2 separate regions of the Mus musculus genome follow, and region 1 is linked to region 2. A link is a contact called in public Hi-C data. All regions are on one chromosome and are shown on one strand. The core of a region is the stretch at or near the end of the contact, and the rest is flanking DNA. Distances in the headings are between cores, read along the strand shown. Region 1 has its middle 63 kb from the start of Gm37323. Region 2 has its middle 11 kb from the start of Gm22307.

The links. Hi-C and Micro-C count contacts between places; a contact is called where the count stands out from the background.
Region 1: a contact with region 2 is called in a Hi-C map of uterus, with 5 times the contacts expected there. The contact joins two enhancer-like sites. A contact is called at or near these places in 5 of 39 promoter capture datasets (cranial neural crest, embryonic stem cells, frontonasal cranial neural crest and 1 more), 1 of 15 datasets of contacts at CTCF or cohesin (pro-B cells), 20 of 484 Hi-C or Micro-C datasets (the HPC-7 cell line, brain, embryonic stem cells and 6 more) and 5 of 115 datasets of contacts at active chromatin or transcription factors (cardiomyocytes, differentiating embryonic stem cells, embryonic stem cells and 2 more).

What each region holds. Positions count from the first base shown.
Region 1 is chr1:4,668,986-4,675,000 of GRCm38.p6, reverse strand. No RefSeq gene overlaps it. Among named protein-coding and RNA genes, the nearest start is that of Gm37323, 63 kb to the right of the region's middle. Within about 2 kb of position 3,545, at least 27 of the 459 cell types and tissues checked have an H3K27ac peak or open chromatin away from gene starts, as enhancers often do. A contact at or near this core is called in uterus, where this site is marked.
Region 2 is chr1:4,515,050-4,520,560 of GRCm38.p6, reverse strand. No RefSeq gene overlaps it. Among named protein-coding and RNA genes, the nearest start is that of Gm22307, 11 kb to the left of the region's middle. Within about 2 kb of position 1,875, at least 4 of the 459 cell types and tissues checked have an H3K27ac peak or open chromatin away from gene starts, as enhancers often do. A contact at or near this core is called in uterus, where this site is marked.

The sequences.
Region 1 (6,015 bases), core at 2,296-4,795, 150 kb before region 2:
TGATCTGGGACATACAAGCAATTATTGCTACTTGGTGGCATTGCTTCTAGGCATTTTAGCTGATGGCCAGCAAACTTATGTGGGCATATCAACTTATGTGTATCCCTGTATCTGTCGCTATCTATACAAGACCACTGAATTTGTATTAGGCTAATGTGAGTTCACATTGAAGCTTCCATTATCGTATGGATCGGCTCAATCTTTGCTTGATTAACTGTAAACCCTCCCTCTAACAGTAAGAAATGTGGCTCCCATCAGCTTCCATCCATTTACTTCATTGTTCTGTTCTAGTAGTGTTGTCTCGACATTGTTGACCCATACTCCCATGGGAAACAACATTATCAAGTAGCATTCCACTTTAAATCGGAGGCGCTACTCATTCTCAAAGTTACCGAGTCTTTGCTTTTATCTCCCCCACCCCAGTAAGATAGTTGCATTCCATTTGTGACAGTTGGACTCCTTATCTCAGTCTGCATTTTATTCTGGGAAACCCTACCCCTAAATAGTTTTAATTTTTAAAAAATGTGTTAAAGATCATCCTGTATGCTACAAAGTTCTATGAGTTTCAGAAACTGCATACTGCTTATAATTATGATACACAGAAGAGTTCCACCATACTAAAACAACCTCCCAATAAAGACATATAATACCATATGCCTTTAACCCCAGCACATGGGAGGCAGAAGCAGACTGACTTCTGTGTGTTTGAGAATAGCCTGGTCTGCATGGAGAGTTCCTGACCAACCAGGACTGTATAGTAAGCTTGTCTCAAAAACAAAAAAAAAAAAGCAAAATTTAACCCTACAAAACTCAAAATAAAGCAAGCAAGCAAGCAAGTAAACAAGCAAGCAAACAAACAAACAAACAAACTCCTCCTCCATCCTGTGGATTGTCTGTTTAGTGTTTTCCTCCAAACTCTCGGCAATTTTGTACTTTGGCCTTTCTCATAATATCAAATAATTGAGAGCAAACACAATACAGCAGCTCAGACTGGATTCTTTCAAGGAAAATGCACTCAAGACTCATCCATGTCTTTTCTCATTTGTAGTTTATCTTCTTTTCTTTCTGAGTAATATTCCATGGCATAGGGCTTTATTCTGTTTTAAATATTTCAGCATTTTGCAATAGTTACAGTGTTTGCCTGTGGACAAGTTTTCAGGTAAATTGGCTAAATGTCTAGGATCTCAGTATGGAACCATATACGATTATGTTCAGCTTTGTGAGAAACCATCAAACTGGCTTCTAAATGGTGATGTGAGTTCACCAGCCACAATCAGTTCCTGGAGCCCTACATTCTCAGCAGGAAGCAATGTTGCCACTTTGGGGGATGTTACCATTGTTGTAAATGTGTTTGACTCGCATTGTTGTGGATTTTCTACTTGAGTTTCCTTTGAGTGACTACTGGCTCAAGTGTTGTACAAAATGGGCTAAAGGGTGATAGATGACTGCCTTATTTTGACAGTTTTGAATAATTGTATAATAGAAATTGAACTATTTTATAAGCATACCTTATTTGATTGGTCAAGAACTTACAAAGTTGCTTAATAAGTACATGGCTTATTCCTAAAGAATAAATCACCAGAAATATAACTAACATTATAAGTTTACCATTTATTACACATTTTCCATGAATATGGATAGGAGAAAGTAATATAAAACTTTTTCATCCAAGTTTGTAACTAACAGAAATATGTGTTACTTCTGCTTTACGTTTAATGAACCTTGAAATAATGACCCCAATAAAACTGATGGAGAAAAAAATCTTGATAGAAATTTAGGGAGAATTTTTCCCCCCAGGGTCTATTACCTTTAAAAACCGCAGTTTTCATTTAAGTCTACCAGTAAGTCCAATAAGCCATTGGTTCCTCGAGGTAGACTTGGGTAGAACGATTCCTTTGGTATGTCATTACTGCCCCTCCTAGAATAAGTAGACATAGCTCCCCCAGGAGAATTCCTGGGATTTCTAGGGCCTCATTGGACCCTCTGTGAAAGAAGACGCTCAGATCCCTTAAAGCTCTGATATTTAGTTACTTAAAGAGGACCCCACCCCAAATCAAGGACCTAAGACATTAATACCCTGATGCATCTGGTTAATTACTTTCAGGAATAAAAAGCAATATAGCAACAGAGAACCCACAAACACAGTGTACCTGTAATCAAGATAATTTTTTGGGGGGGTGATGGTGTCTTTTGTTTATTTGTGCATTTATTCTCAAATGGATCCAGAGAGCCCCTATAAAGCTAGTTACACCAGTCACTTTGTGAGATGTTGTATATTATTAAAACATCAGAATATTAAATCTGGTGAAACCCACTCTCCAGGCTCTTTGAAGAGCTCCTCCTTTCTCTGCCCTTCATCCTGCCTAGATTGTTGTGGTTGCACTGGGTTAATGTTTTGCTCCTACCTCGAAGTTGAAGGAGTCATCTGCCTTTCCTCTCACAGGCAGGCTGTTTGTCAGTTCTCCCTGGGATTCGGGGTGGGTAAGAACGATTTATGATGAAAGGCAGTTTTACTCACATTGTGCGTTGTCCCAGGAGGCTGAAGTTGACTGATGATGATGTAACCTTTAATATCCACAAGCTTTTTTAACCCCACATTTGGTTTATTTAAGTTAATACCATTGGGTAGTTGCCTGTTTTGATTTTCCCCAAATCTTTGAACTTTGCTCGCTCTTTATTCTTGGTAAACCCAGGCTCTGCCCTTACCATTCTCCTTGCTTTCTTTTGGGATTTGAAGATTATAAGTCTGCTTTGGTGTGGAAGGGACATTTGTGGACATTTTGCCCCCACAAAAACCTCCACCTCAAAATTACTGATATATAGTCACGAAACAAACTTCTTGAGATTTCCAGTTACAGGATGGAGGAAAGATAAATCAGTAGGAGTCATGTCCCCTTGTCATGGAACCTAGTCTTTGACCTTCAGGGTTAGGAAACCTGACAGTCACCACTGCTTTGTTCTTGGTCCTTAATTCGTTGCATGAGATGCCAGTGTGGGATGTGTTAGGTTTGCAGGGCTAGCTTGCTGTGGCCTAGGGGGTTACTATAGTAACACTGGGCTTCCAGGTATTCATGTGGGTGGTGTCAAGAACTGGGAATGTTTCCAAAATGTTCTCAGTGTTCCACAGTCCCCTTGGGGTCAGATTCATTTTATGCTGTCATGGGGTGAGGCAAGGGCCATGAATTTGAGGTGACAATCCATCAGCTATCAGAAGCCAAGTTGCGTTTTCTGTTAGTAAGTCACAGTTTTGAACCTGGAAGGAAGCCAATGTAGTTTCACAAGTCTCAACTTCAAAGCCTCAGGGGGAAAATGTGGCCTGGTTTCAGCTAGATCAGTCAGCTGTAACTTGCTATAGATACAGAAAACTGCACATGGTCACTGTAGAGAATCAGAAAGTAAAGCAGAAATACCAGTGAGGGCATCACCTGTTCCTGGGACTGCCACAATCTTGCATATTCTTGTGATGATTTTTCTGTGTGTCCACATGAGGATGTAACTATTATTACTAAAATGATATCATTGTGTGCACACATCCTGCCAACTGTTTCATTGGTCAACTGTTGCTTTAACTGTGTACTACTAGTCAAAGGGCAGCCAATTGCTTCCAAATTTACAACTACCTTCTTGCAAAAATCCAATCTGATACCACACATTGCATGCATGTGTTTGTTTGCTATAATCTACAGACAAGGAAAATTTCCATTATATCAGCATTTGTGTAGGAGCATGCAAATACTGAGTACTTTATCTTATCAAAAAAGGATTCTAACTGATCTGATAAAACAGCAGGAGCTTTGAGGGACTTGGCTGGCCTTCAGTGTATCAGACTCTAAAGTGAAGACTTTCTTATCAAGGAGCAATAGGACATTTAATCTGATATTAGAGACCCTGGGACTCAGCCCTATATGAAATCCTAGTTTCATTTTGTATTTCATATGACCAATTGTACTATACCCATGGGTGCTCCCTGGGTGGACCATTCAGTCAGTTGCTTTTTGGTGTGGGATTTTTCCCCCCCCTGGCCAAGAAGTAATAATTTTGCTTTGTACTTTTTTTCCTTTCTGGTGCTGTTTACTTAATTCTTTGAAACTCACTGTTAGACAGCTTGCCTAGGAAGGTCTTGCTAGCAGTATTGGAATCACTGAGCAAACTGAATGGCTTGCTGCAAAAATCCATTTTTTTTTCCTGGAACCAGGAAGCGGTGAGTCAGGCTGTTAGCCAGATTCTTTCATTCCATCGCTCACCTGGCCAGGGTGACCTGCTGCCTCCTCCCCTAGGCTGAAAACCACATTTGCAGTTTGGGGATTCTAAATCAGTGTCTTCTACTGCTTCTTTGAAGTTGGATAGTGTTATCTTAGAAACAATTCTTTTGAAGTATATTGATTTCTCCAAATCTCTAGGTTTGGCCCAGTTTCTTTGACAAAGGGTAGCATTGCTTTTTTTCTTCTTTCCTTTTTCTATGCATCCAAGACAATGCATAGAAACCACAGGCTTCCAAGAGCTCACCCAGATAACACAGGACTTTCTGACCCCAAAAGTCCATGGTCTCAAATTTCCTTCTGTGGTCATTTCTGTCTGACAAATCAATGTATTCCTTTTTGGCTTTTGATGTAAAAAAAAAATTCTAATTTTTGAAGTAGGACTTTAAATCCATGTTGAAGAGGGAGTAGAGCGCTTCCTATTTCTGTAACCCCACCTACTGAACAAGGTTCCCTGAGCTCAGTTTTCTCACTGGAGAAAACAAACAGGCTTTCACTCCCTTCAGAGAATTCATATAACAGAAACACTGTAGGCATCAAGTAAGACTTGTAAGGATTAAAAATAATTCAATATTTTAGCTCAGATTTTTGTTATCATGTGAAGTGAGTAACTGCTAGTTTTAGGAAATAGCTGACATGCTTTGAACATGTAGTGCAGACTAAAAATTGCTAGAGAACTTGAGCCATCAGGTCTCTGGCTATTTAGTGTAAGATGTGCAGACCTTGAAAACTCCCGGCAGCCTTCCAGGCAGAGACTGTTCTGCAAGGCTGGGCCAGGCTTCCCTGGAGGAAGGTGGAAGGGTTAAGAACCCTGTTTGTTGAGATCACTTTTCATTCCAGCAGGTGGTGGTACATGCCTTTAGTCCTAGTGCTCTGGAGGCAGTGGCAGGTGAGAATTGAGAGACAGAAAAACTGTCTCTTGAAAAACAACAATAACAAGCAACAACAACAACAACAACAACAAAAAAGGAAGCAAGAGCAGCCAGTTAGTGTCTCTTCACTATTCACCTGCCTAGGACATCATATATGTATGTGTATATATGTGCATATAATGTACATATATGTACACATATATGTATATGTGTATATATGTATGTATAGATATGTTATTTTAAAGTTTATATTTTGCTTTACTCTATTTGTAGTGTTTGATCTCTTCTGGAATGAAGGTCTTTGTTAAAAATTATTTTACAGGCTAGGAATGGTGACACACACCTTTAATCTCAAAATTTGGGAGGCAGAGGCAGGGAGATTTCTGTGAGTTTGAGGCCAGCTTGGTCTAAATAAATATTGAGTTTCAGGACAGCAAGGAATACATAGTGAGACATTGTGTTAAAAAAAAAAAACAAACCAAAGCCAACAACTACAACAAAAAGGATTATTTTACATAAATCTATAAGAATTTCTTTTCCATGATAACCTTTCTGAGGAGTAAGACAAAGAACACATGCATGACTTAAAATTGGCCCATTCCTGTGGTGTCCCATCTCCAGCTATTGTGACAGTAGTTGTCCTGTTTTGGACTCCTTGGCTGACCAGCTGCCCTATTCAAGGCATGAACTTGCTCTTATTAGTCTTGTTAGGCTCACGTTGAGGAATAGAATGTTTCCCCTCTCCAGGGTGTGTATCACACCATTCATTTTGGTTCTGAGCCTTGTTAGCCATTGGGAATTGTGGACCAAGGAAAGAGTGTATCACCATGCTAAAATATTCAGATAACTTGGCCCTAAAAATTATTTTCAAGTTAAGAGTACTG
Region 2 (5,511 bases), core at 626-3,125:
CATAAATTACCCAGAGTTGACTGCTACAGCTTCCACTGTAGGACTGCTTGCTTAGGGCAGTTTAAAAGCAGAGGTGCTGCTATAGATAAATCACTTGACAGTTCACAGAGGACTGAATTCTGAGGAATATAACTAGCTAGTGGGAGAAATGCACAAGTCCACTATTCCTTCTCTACAATTCTAGGACCTAAAACCATAGGGAAAACTCAGCCTAACCATATTTGTGGCTACTCAGAATCTGTTATTCTAACCTAGACATTGCTTTTTCAAAAGTCAATGTGCTATGGCTCCCACAGTATCTCGATCCTCCTGGAGTAACAAGCTTGGACCTTTGTTCATCTGCCTGAGCCTATTGACCTGCACTCCAGGGTCACCCGCTGGTGGAGGTTCCTGTCCCTAAACATCAGTAGCTTTTTTGACTGGCAGGAGGTGACAGCTGTGCCCTTTCCCTCAGCCAGCCTCATACCTCTTGGGCTAAGTCCTGCTAAATGCATAAGCACATATCAAGACAATGAAAAGTCATACTTTCTATTCCTCCTTGCTATGAAAAGCCTTCTTCTCTGAACGCTAACGAGCATTCATATAACAGTCTACTTCAGATGTGAGGACCATATGGGCTGAATGAACCCTCTGGTAGGTTCATGATATCTCAAGTAGAATTCTAAAACAAACAACAAACCAGTCCTGAAAAGCACAACAATTTTACAACCTATCAGACAGGGATACAATGAACGTTAAGGTCTCTTTTCCATTTTGTTTACTTTCAAGAGTGAAAAGATTCCCATTTATGCTCACATTTCAATGTCTGCCTGCAGGGTAGTGTACCAGACCTCTCTAAGATATGAATGTGCAGTTCATTGTTTTTGTGATAGGCCCCAAAGGCTTTGAAATAAGATTTTGGATCTTGAATTGGCCAGTTGTGTTGGCACGTGGCTGCACTCTGGGGCCTGAGACAAGAGGATCTCAGGCTTGAAAGCCAGCCTTGGCTGCACAGCAAGACCTGTCTCCAAGCAGTAACACAGTAACACAAAGCTCTTGTGACTTGTTTATGCATGTGCCAGAGGAACACTCATTAGGGCATAGAGAGCATGCCTTTCACAAACAAAACCATTGTTCCTGGAAGCTGGAGATGGAGTTCAGTTGTTAAGTGTTGCTGTATACTCACAGCCCTGGGTTTAATCCTCACTACTTCAAAACCAGGCCCAGTGGTTCATGCTGTAATCAGGGTGTGGAGGCTGAAGGATCAGCAGTTCAAAGTCAACTTGGGCCAGTTGAGATCAAGACATGCCTACGATACAAGTGTCAAAAAACAAAACAAAACAAAAATATTCAGGGAATAGAAATGAAGCTCACTTGCCTAATGTGTGAGAGGTCCTGGGTACTCATCCCCACAATATTGGAACAGAGTTATTCAACATACTTCATTGTAAGTAGTAAGTTATCTTGTATACATATTATTGATACAGCCATTTGAAAAGCCATTTGAAAAGTGAAGTTCCTGATGCCTGATGCCTGGGAATGCTAGGTAACCATCCTTCCTTTTCATTATCTCTTCTTGAGTGTTAAAGTGGTTTAGCTGGGGCCATTGTGTATAAACACAAAGCTAAGAAAGCCATGCAAGCAGTATTGTTACCAAGACAATATCTATGTTGATTTTTAACCCATATCCATAAACTACAAAATTAGAAAACAAATCCACACATATTCCAAGAACATATTTGAGTTTTCCAAAGTTCTATGTACTCTGCTTTAGAGCCCATGAGGAAGTTCTGTTGCTGTGTGAAATCCAAAAGGAGACTCGAGACCAATGCCAATCAATGCCTGTGTCTTAAGTTCCTCAAGCAGATACGCTTGGTCTCACCACAGTTCTGAGCACAGTGAGGTAAGAGTCAAACTACACTTCTCATCCAATGAATGCTCAGTAAGTTGCTAAATATGACTGCAAGTAAATGCAGGGGACATTTTAAAGCAAGTTAGCTCATGTATTTGCCAGGAATTGAGTTAATCTGAAACATGAAACCTGTACTTTGCTGATTGGCGGGGGCGATTTCTGAAGATAAGTTCTTTATTGGACTTATGCAAAACGTTTTTTCTCATCACATGCACTTTTTTCCTGTTTAGGGATGTTAACTGCTAGTGCACTTTCCGTCACAGGGTGATCTCCCTGATATTGTTTCAAAGGCAGGGAAGTGGTGGTGCTTGTGGAGAAACTGCACTTAGCTGGACAGGAGAGGACAGCAGTATCGATCTGACACGATCTGTCACAGCAGACACTGCAAGGTGGGTGAAGAAAGTTGTCTTTGCTTTGAAAAACCTGCAAGCTTTAGTCCTGCAATGTACATTCACAAAACTGCATGTAGGAAAAAGGCGAGGTTTCATGAACTGCTGTGTTCAATGTTGTGCTCGGTGCACTAGGACATTTCTCATCTGATCCTAAGTTTATTCAAAGCTATAAAGAGTTGAAGGCACACATGAGATGCATTGGGAAACACAGGGTCATTGGCTTTACAGCTTAACAGACTCAAACTGCTCACCCTGGGAACACTGTGGAAGACAACTGAATTAGGCTATGTTTAATGAAATTCCCGTAGAAAACTTAAGTCTCTCTGCAACAACATCATTGAGGAGTGAGCGCTCAGTGCTCTGTGCAGAGTCAGTAAGAGGTTTTCTAGATATTGCCAGTGCCCAGAAAGAGCATCCCTTCATCCTGGTGGTTCTCATTGTACATGCTAACATTCACCATCCACCATTTTAAATACATGCTACTAAAGACAAAAATTAAGGATTTCCATATAGCATGAAACAATTTCAGTTTGAACTAATATGAAAAATTATATTATTACAAGTTCTAATTTTGTCTTCCAAGTTCCATTTACATCTTTGCTTATACCAAATAACAGCATGATGTTTATTTGCCTAACTGCCATCTTCTGTAGTATGAGACCACAAATAAAAATGAAGCAGAGTCATTATGTTCAGTCTATGGTATTACTCTAACATGTAGTGTGTGTTGCAAAAGTACATCAATTTTGGAATTATTCAAGTTCTCAATGTAAAAATCAGTAGTGTACACACACACACACACACACACACACACTTCATTTGTATAACTTAAATTCCCAGACAGCAAGACTGATTGACACCCATTACAGCAATGTAGGAGATGCACACAAGTTACTGAATTCTGTCTCATTATTAATCCTTTATGTTTTGTTGGCAACAACCTGGCTGGAGCCAGTAGACCCTTCACTTCTGAAATTCCATCTGTTTTCTTGCAAAAATTAAAGAAAATATTAAATAATCCTCTACTTTTCTCAGATATTTATTTATTTATTTATTTATTTATTTATTTATTTATTTATTTATTGTGGTTTTTCGAGACAGGGTTTCTCTGTATAACCCTGACTGCCCTGGAACTCTCTTTGTAGACCAGGCTGGCCTCGAATTCAGAAATCTGCCTGCCTCTGTGCGCCACCACGCCCGGCTTCTCAGATATTTTTTAAAGGTAGATCCAAGAGTGGGAGGTGATGGCATCAGTGATCCCTAGAGACAACATAGACAGGACCAAGGCTCCTCTCTTGAATGTTTGGACAACTCAAATCTGTAATCAGGTCCCTGTTTCAGCCAGCTGAACTGTCTTTGAGGACTACGGGTTTGAATCTAACTGCATTGGGAGAAGGAAAACGGAGCCATCTTATCCTGCTCATCTGTGTCTTTCCTGAAGGTGGTTTGTCTTTTCAGTGGGAGAATTTTTATAGGTTATTAATCTTAGGACATTGTAAAAACAAATGTAATACTGACTTAATGGCTAGCGCCACCTATTGGCAACTCAGATGCACAAGTGATTTTTCACAATTCTTTCCTTTTTCTATGAGCATTGGTGCTTTATGAAAGCCACTCCAGTTGAATGTTGGTAATGATCATGATTAATAAAGATTCTTCTAAGTTACAGCTTCTGTAAGCTAGTGTCCATGTGCAGTGGCAGTCTACAATTTGATTTGTAAAATGGAAAAATAGAAAAACTATAAAGCTTAAGAAAAGACTCACAATACCACATGGTTTTGCTTGTTTTTTATTTATTTTATTTTTTTTATTTTTCTTTACTGTTTATGTTGAGTATGTACGGTCACCTCTAAAACAAATCTTCTGCAACAGCATTTTGATTTTTCTTTTTCTGACACTTAATAGTTTGAAATAATAAAGGAATTTAAATCCCAATACTTATCTCTATTAGGGATTAGAGGGCCACAGGAGATACTCAAACAACTGTATTTCCACATGTGAAGTAATAAAGTCAGACTCCTATCTGAACCATAATGATATTTAGCTCAGTGGAGTTTATTCATACAAAGGAATATTATTCATCCTATAAAGAAGAGAGGGGAGGAACTAGGAGATTCTGTCAAATGGGCAGAGAATGAAGGTTGGGGAAGCTGGGACAGGAGCTCAGCAATGGGAGCCCATTTAATGTAGTCTAACCTACTCTTTACATGTTAGCTAGCTGGGCATGTGGTGCTCACCTTTAATCCCAGAGCTGGAACCTGGCCTGGTCTACATAGTGAGTTTCAGAACAGTGAGAGCTATGTGAGAACCTCATTTCAAACAAACAAACAAACAAACAAACAAACAAACAAACCAAATACAGGCATAAACAAAACAAGCATCAATGAGTACCAGTAAGGAAATGGAGACCCCAAACTGAAATGTACAGCTAGTACATTTATAACGGTGAAGCTGCTTTGAAAAGCAGCCCAAATGCTGCTCAGGTGTTACAGTCATCATATGGCTGGTGTTTCTATCCTAAGGAGCTTCAAAGTGTAAATCTGCACAGGAAAACACTTTGTGCATAAATGTCTATAATAGCATCATTTATAATAACCCCAAATAGATGCAATTGAGCTGCTTACTGAATAACATATCCATTGATGAGTGGCAAATAAAGTGTACCATATTCATATAAAGGAAGGTTATTGAACTATTGACAAAAATGAAGTGTTGTTCTATGTTAACAACATATATCAGTCTTGAAAACACTATATTGAGAGAATGCAGCCACACACACACACACACACACACACACACACACACACACACACACACAAACCCAGGTATTTCTTTATGTGAAGTGTTGAAACTGGAGGACAGAAGTTAGTGTAACATTTTTAGCTTAACATTTTAGTCTAGGGTAAACAAGAGGGGCTATAAGTTTCTTTGACAAGTGATGAAATATTTTAACACTTATGGTGGTTATATATGTACATATGTGGGTATAACAGAAATCACTGAACTGCACACTTTAAAATGAATTCAATAATATGTGAAGATGGCTCAGTACTTAAAAACACTTTCTGCTCTTACAGGGGACCCAGGTTCAATTTTTAGCACCCACATGGCAGTTCATAACCATCTGTAACTCTAGTTCCTGGGCATCTGATGGCACCATGCACTTACATGGTGCACAGACATACAGGCAGGCAAAACACAAGATAGCTGTAGAACTGTGAAGAAGCA